Regions from separate parts of the Zea mays genome. Here region 2 is linked to region 1. A link is a contact called in public Hi-C data. All regions are on one chromosome and are shown on one strand. The core of a region is the stretch at or near the end of the contact, and the rest is flanking DNA. Distances in the headings are between cores, read along the strand shown. Region 1 has its middle 21 kb from the start of LOC103638469. Region 2 holds the start of LOC100276129.

The links. A called contact is a pair of places that touch in the nucleus more often than the background predicts.
Region 2: a contact with region 1 is called in a Hi-C map of leaf, with 4 times the contacts expected there. The contact joins the promoter of LOC100276129 here to the enhancer-like site in region 1. A contact is called at or near these places in 3 of 25 Hi-C or Micro-C datasets (ear, leaf and tassel).

Annotation. Positions count from the first base shown.
Region 1 is chr9:72,465,058-72,468,275 of Zm-B73-REFERENCE-NAM-5.0, reverse strand. No RefSeq gene overlaps it. Among protein-coding and RNA genes, the nearest start is that of LOC103638469, 21 kb to the right of the region's middle. Within about 2 kb of position 1,580, at least 17 of the 20 cell types and tissues checked have an H3K27ac peak or open chromatin away from gene starts, as enhancers often do. A contact at or near this core is called in ear, leaf and tassel, where this site is marked.
Region 2 is chr9:72,649,063-72,652,563 of Zm-B73-REFERENCE-NAM-5.0, reverse strand. It overlaps LOC100276129, which reads left to right and starts at 1,492. Exons shown (of 4, transcript NM_001367839.1): 1 at 1,492-1,651; 2 at 1,737-1,837. The coding sequence starts at 1,649.

The DNA.
Region 1 (3,218 bases), core at 331-2,830:
TGGTCGGCCGTTTTTCTAGGACTGGGCAAAAGAAACCGACACCGAAAACCGAACTCAAAACACTCAAAACCGAGACCGAATAGAACGATATTTCAGGACTCGGTTTTTATTTCGGGTATATGTTCAAAAAAACCGAATTAAATGTAAAAAATCGGTTTTTTTTATTTCGGTTAACCGAAAGGCCCGAACAGGCCCCAACACCAGCTGACACCAGGCGCCCAGCACTGGGCAACTAGCCAAGGCCCAAACCTGTCGTGCCGAGTGCCGAACTGCCGGCCTTACCTGGAGGTCCTGGACACTGTGCTACTGGAGACTGCAGTATTGTGTTAGGGTTGCAGCCTTGCAGGCAGTCCAGGACTCCAGGTCCGGTGGCCGCCGCCCGCCATTGTCTAGTGCCCAGTGCCGTCTGCGCCTCTGCCGTCTACCGTCGTCAGCTCGTCGCCCACTTTGGCACCGGCAGTCTGGCACTCCACGTCGCAGCCACCTTCCAATGCCATCCACTGTCTCTCACTCGCAGAGTTGCAGGCCGCAGGCCCGACGGCCGCCAGCCGGCCAGCCTGCCATGCCTCCCGGCTCTCACCTGGGCGAGTGGGCAGACGCAGACGCCTGCCACCGCGGCACCTCCTCCTGGCCATGCAGTGACGCAGAGCCACAGACACCGGTCACCGCCCGCCCGCCCGCCCGCCGGTCGCCGCCTCTGTTGGACTGTTACTCTGTGTCTCTGTCAGTGCTTCTGTGGTTTTGCTATATTAGAATCAGTGAATCACAGAATGCTGACCGGAGTTGTGCACTTGGGCTGATTGCTGAACGCACTTGTGCACTTGTGCTTATGCTTGTGCAGAATGGTGACCGGAGAGTTGTGGTATATTTGAGTCTGCCAGATTGAAGTTGTGCTGAACGCGTGTATCTCAGTATGTACAGATGTGCTGGACCGCCTGTGCATATGGACTGTATGTCTGTATTCTGTACTCCTGTATGTGTTGGACGCCTATATGGCAGATTGGCGGATGGTTGGTATAATTCGGGCAAACACGAAAACCTATTATCAATTTCAGTTACCCGAATATTCGGTTCTCAAATACCCAATGTCTATTTCGGTTCTCACTTGTTAAAACCCGAACTTTTAAAAACCAAAAAAATCCGACCCGAATTGTGGGGTAAAACCAAATGCCCAGCCTTGATTTTACTAGCACGCTTTTGAAGCCACTGGCGGATGAGGCTGGATCATCCACCCTCTTAACCAAAATCACGGATAGCTTAACGATTAATGAATATTTGTCAAGCCACTAGTTTTTATCTATTAATATGTAAGAATCAGAAGCTAGTAAAAAAATATCTATACTATTATATAATCTATTAGTTTAAACTTTATAAAACCCACCCAAACAAATCACCTCCACACTCATAAGCTCTACTAAAATTACCAAACAAATTGCACATATGTTTGACACACCATCAAAACCAAGAGTTCACATTATTGCTGAATAGACAATATTATTTGGATAATTCCTCATCTCACTCCCGTGACCCAACCTCTCCCTCTCATGTGTCCCCACCGTCCTCTCTCCCTCACGCTTGCCACCGCGGCCACAGCTAACCCCTCCTCTCCCCTCCTTACGATCGTAGCGTGGGCTATATGCTAACAGATATTAGTTTATTTCTGTTGATATAAAACTATTTTTTGTCGTGCCATTGTTGACGAAAATCATTCAGCTGATACGACGAAAACTATAGGCATTTTTGCATGGTGCATCAATGCAACCGGCCGGCATCCGTCCAAGTCCAAACTAGCGGCCTCGTCCGCGACGCATGCTGTGCTGCTGGCTGCTAGTGCGGCCGCCTCTCACTACCACAAACATAAACAGTGAGAAAGAGAGAGCTCAATATTCTTCCCCGATCCAATCAGCCAAGTTGGACCTCGACCACTGCTCCCCCTCTGGTCGGTAACACCGCGCGCAGCGGGTCGGCCGGCGTCTGGCTCCTTTTGCCGCAATGCGCTAGACTGGTGCGATACCCAGTTGTGGAGCAGAAACTCACATGCGGCAGTCTCGGCACGCCACATGCGATGCGCTGCGATGCGATGCGAGCATAGTGGCCACTGCTGAGTGCTGACTCCTGTCGCTGGCGGTGGCGGGTGCTCGCCAGCGACGCCCGCGCGGTCGCGGCGCGGAGAGGGGTGTCTCTGTGCGTCCCATGTTCGACGTCCCGTCCGCAGAGGCAGCGCGACGTGCGCCAGTCAGACAGCGGCTCCGGTGCGACCGTGCGGCGGCATTGATCTGCGCCACAGCTTTAGGACGGATTGTCCGGTCAGGTTGGGATATTTTGCCGGACTCTCTGCTATTGCATTTGACCTTATTTTAAAGAGACACAACTGTTACAAGTTTCCAGTGGAACACGAAGGTAACATCTTCTCTCTTTCTCTCTCTCCATTGTTTCTGTCATGGCACGATATTGTATTTCTATTTTTCCAGTCTCCTGTTGATCCTAGATAATGTAACTTAGACGGCAATTTTTGTTTGTTAATTTAGCGGCGCCTTTTCTAAATAATACTCTCTCCCTTCTTTTCATGTTTTAGTTTAAAAATAAACCAACGGACGACAAATTTTCGAGAACGGAAGTAATAATCATTTAGATGCAAAAGTAGGGCTCTATCTATTGAATTAATGTGGGTCTTACCCATATTAATATTAATAATAAACAATGTTAGATGTCCACTTTAATGCTACGGTTTACTAGTACTTTAGTACCATACCGAAAGTTTAATGAACAATTTAATCAACTTAAATAGGTGGACCGTCGGTGCATCTATTGAAAAAATGAGAAAAGGGTGAAGAACTGCCACACGCGCACGCCGCCGGCCGGGCAGGGCCATGGTCGTGGTAGATCGGACCTTGGTCCGAATATTCATTCCTAACAGTAATGGGTGTCAGCTAGTAACGAACGTCATTGATGTGTGTAACGGTAGCTCTGATGGCAACCGTTACTGTCTATTGGCCTCGTTGGCCTCCCTCTGCGCCTGTATATATACGAGTAGGGGAGGCTGCTTCTGGGTTGACAGCACAGTACGCACGTACAGTCTCAGACGCGTTGCACAAAGCCATTCCCGTCCCACCTTCTGCGAGCATAGACAGTGTGGGAGAGCAGGCCTCCAAAATCGCCGTCCGCTGAAAGACACTTGCACGGGTGTGCCGGCGATCAGGTTTTTGGGGAGCGTACTC
Region 2 (3,501 bases), core at 243-2,742, 180 kb before region 1:
GATTAAAAGACCAACCCTCAACCAAGATGCAGGAGCACAAATGGAGATAATTTCTGGGGAAGACCTTTGAGTAGATTGTTTTCTAAAATCTACTCAAAGCTCGGGGGCTACACCCATTGGGTGCACCTCCGGTGCACCCAATAAAGTTCAGAATCCTACAAAATTGAAATGCCGACCTCCAAGGCACAAGCATGAAACCAAGCCTCGGTCAAATGAGTGATCGGAGCAAGAGAAGACAGCAGGAAGACGTTCTTCTTCAAAACACCCGCAAGTTGGACCTGGGATCTTTGGGCTGATTACTTCTAAATTAACCCAAAGATCGGGGGCTTGTGGGGGATAGATATCCCCCGGGTCCACTAAAGGAGTAAAAGACCTCACGAAAGGCCTAAGGGCCCAATAAATCATGAGGTCATTCCTTCGTGGGCCTGGGAAGAAACAACCAACAAGGCAGAGCGACGTGATACCGGATTGGTGCAAGCCCGGATGGCCCACAACGTTGAGCGAGTAAATCGCAACAGAGACCCGACTTTCCCGCGCTGAAGCCCCATGCAACGGAGCCATGCGAGGATAAGTCGGCGAGGGTTACATAGGGATAAACTCAAGAGGTTCACTACCTTTTAGCTACTTGTTGTTATCATATCCCCATGTACTGCCCCACGGTCGAGTATATAAGGCCTAGGGGGCACCCCTTTAGAACGATCGACCCTATCTTACTTAGCCACCCACATCAACTCTCTGTGTCTTCAATCCAGAGAGCCCTCTTGTAACCACGCTCACATACTCACCAGGACGTAGGGTATTACACATCTCTAAGCGGCTCGAACCTGTAAATCTTGTCCACTGTCCCTCGTGCGATCGGCACGAACCATTTTGCTACAGTCGTCGACAGCGTCCTACTCCTAGAAACATCTTGAGGGGCAACCCCGGGTGTGCGGTCGGACCCAAAACACCGACAGCTAATTTTAGCAACTAACTATTAGTTCTAGTACATTCAAACACCCTCTAAGTCCTAGCACTAGCTATCTGTATAGATCATTTTTTGTCGGTCAATGGGTCTTTGATACTCCAGTTGCTCAAGAGGCCTGTCTGTGAGGCTCGTTGGCCCGTTGGGCTATCCCATAAAAGGAACAAACCGTTGTTTTTGTTTCCTGTCCGTAGGGTCTGTTTGGTTCAGCTTTTTTCTGACCAACTTTTCTGAGAATCTGGCTGTGGGAAGAATCTAGCTGTGTAGAGAATCTGAGTATCATTAGGATTACGTGCGGAAGAAGATAAATGTGTCCATAGGACTCAGGATCTAGAAAGTGACAGATTCCTATTATTGCAACGATTCAACCGATTATATGTTTATGTTGATGTTGAATGATTTTTACCTAAACGAATTTTATAGAAGCTGACTGAAAAGCTGAGCGTTTGGCAGTCCGCAACAGCTTTTGGTGGTCAGAAGCCCAAAAAAAAGCTAAAACAAACAGGGACGTAACCATGCGGCAGCCCATTATTCGGATCCGAAGCCCACTAAAACTTGCGATCGTCCCGGACGGATCCATTTGGCTCTGGTCGTCACAAAGTTGTTTGTGCATCGCGGCGGCGACAAGGGGGCGACGAGGCAGGCGGAGCGGGCGGCGACTACAGCGGCAGCAGATCTCACGGAATGGTGAACTCTCCACTGCCTTCTCTTGCGTAGATCCAGGGTTCTGCTTGGGAGCCCGCTGTGCTGACCCAGGGGATTCGTGTCGCAGGCGGCGAAGGCAATCTCGAGCCCCGTGCCGGTGGAGTGGTACCCGACGCTGGCCGTCGTCATGGTATCCGTAGGCCTCATGTTCACCGCCTCCTTCTTCATGTGAGTCCTGTTCGTCCGTCATCTGTTACTGTACCTTGCGGATTTGGCAGACGAGTCATTCACTTGCCTGGTGCCCTGATCTGATGTGTTTACCCGCACATGCCTCGTGTCTGCTGAGTTTATTGGTAGGGTGTATTGACCTGCCCGCTCGTTCCGATTGGAGATCTCATCTGTTGCCCTCATCTGATGTATTTAGCTGTCGAGTTTTAGCATCTATTTTCTATGCTGCTAGGGGAAAACTCCATTCATGGTGGGACAGTCATGGATTATTATTAGTCGCCGTGGGTGTTTCTGTAATGTTGGATGGCACACAGGGGTTGGTGCTTACTGTTTTCATGAATTGGAGTGTGGGTTTAGGTTTGATGAGAACATTCTTGCCTGTGGCATTTTGGGGTGATTTTGAAGTTGCAACAGCAACCAGTGGAACCTGATGGGCATTTTGGAGTATAGTAGCATTTAACTCTGGTGCTTGTTTCAGAGGGATTTCCTTTTTGACCTGTTGAATCTTTTTATACTGGGTTGGTAAGTTGTTTGCTGAAATAGAACATGCACCATATAACTTTGTTAGTAGAATTAACTATTTATTGGAGAAAAACACACATACCTTGTCTGACTATGCATACACAAACTGCTGCCTGGTACCTTGATTAACCGAGTCTGTGGTGCTGACCCTGACCAACTCTTGAAGAAACTTTTTGTGAATGCAACTGACTATTTGTTTCTTCCTTTATGTGTGTGAATTCATTGCCTAACAGAACTATCATTCCTAGTCTAACAGTTGTACTAAGAAATCTATAAAGATAATATCCAGCACTTTCAGTACAAGAAGGCTCTCCTCATGTAATATTGTTTTTTTAAAGTCCTAATTTAATCTTATGGTTACTTTCAGTTACATGAGGATCTCCCTGTATATTATTGTGCTTGTCTAAATTCCCAAATTTAATCTTATGTTTGTTTTCTTTGGTCAAATATCACATGCTGGCGTACCCATCATGTGTTGTGCATTTCTGCTTTGATTTTGATCTTGATTTACATTTCAATTTCAACGCAATGTATTTCCATCAATTTGTGCTCAAGTGCCTACAGTTTCGATGTCACACCCGGATTTAAGGAACAAAGCCAGGTGCATCTCATACATGCGCCAAAGAAGACAACATATATAATAACAGAGTGTATAGAGATAAATGTCACAAAACATCAGAGTATTTATTACATAGCGGAAGGCTTATTACAAAATAAAAGAATAATTATAAAACGAACTAAGGATCGTCGGCGCCAATGTCGACCGAGACACGCCACCTAGATCAGATCGAACTCCTCAGTGTTAGGCGGCTCCTCTTCGACCACCTGTTCTTCTCCTGTGGGGGGGGGGGGGGGTGTGAGACAGCAAGAGTGAGCTCACATACGTTCATAGCTCAACAAGTCGTGGGGAATAATGTGGCATGAACTCACCAAAGGTGGGAGTTCATGTAGTGTAAGGCTGATCAATGAAACAGAGGTTGAGGCTGAGCATTGCTTTTATAAGTTGGTCAAAATTTTATTAGCAATTACTAAGTGTAAGTAAATACCAAACCTTAATAATAATAAAGAACAGTAATAGTAAAATAATCCCAAATGCGATGCAAATGTCAAATTGAATTTAAGTTCCATAATTAATCATGTGA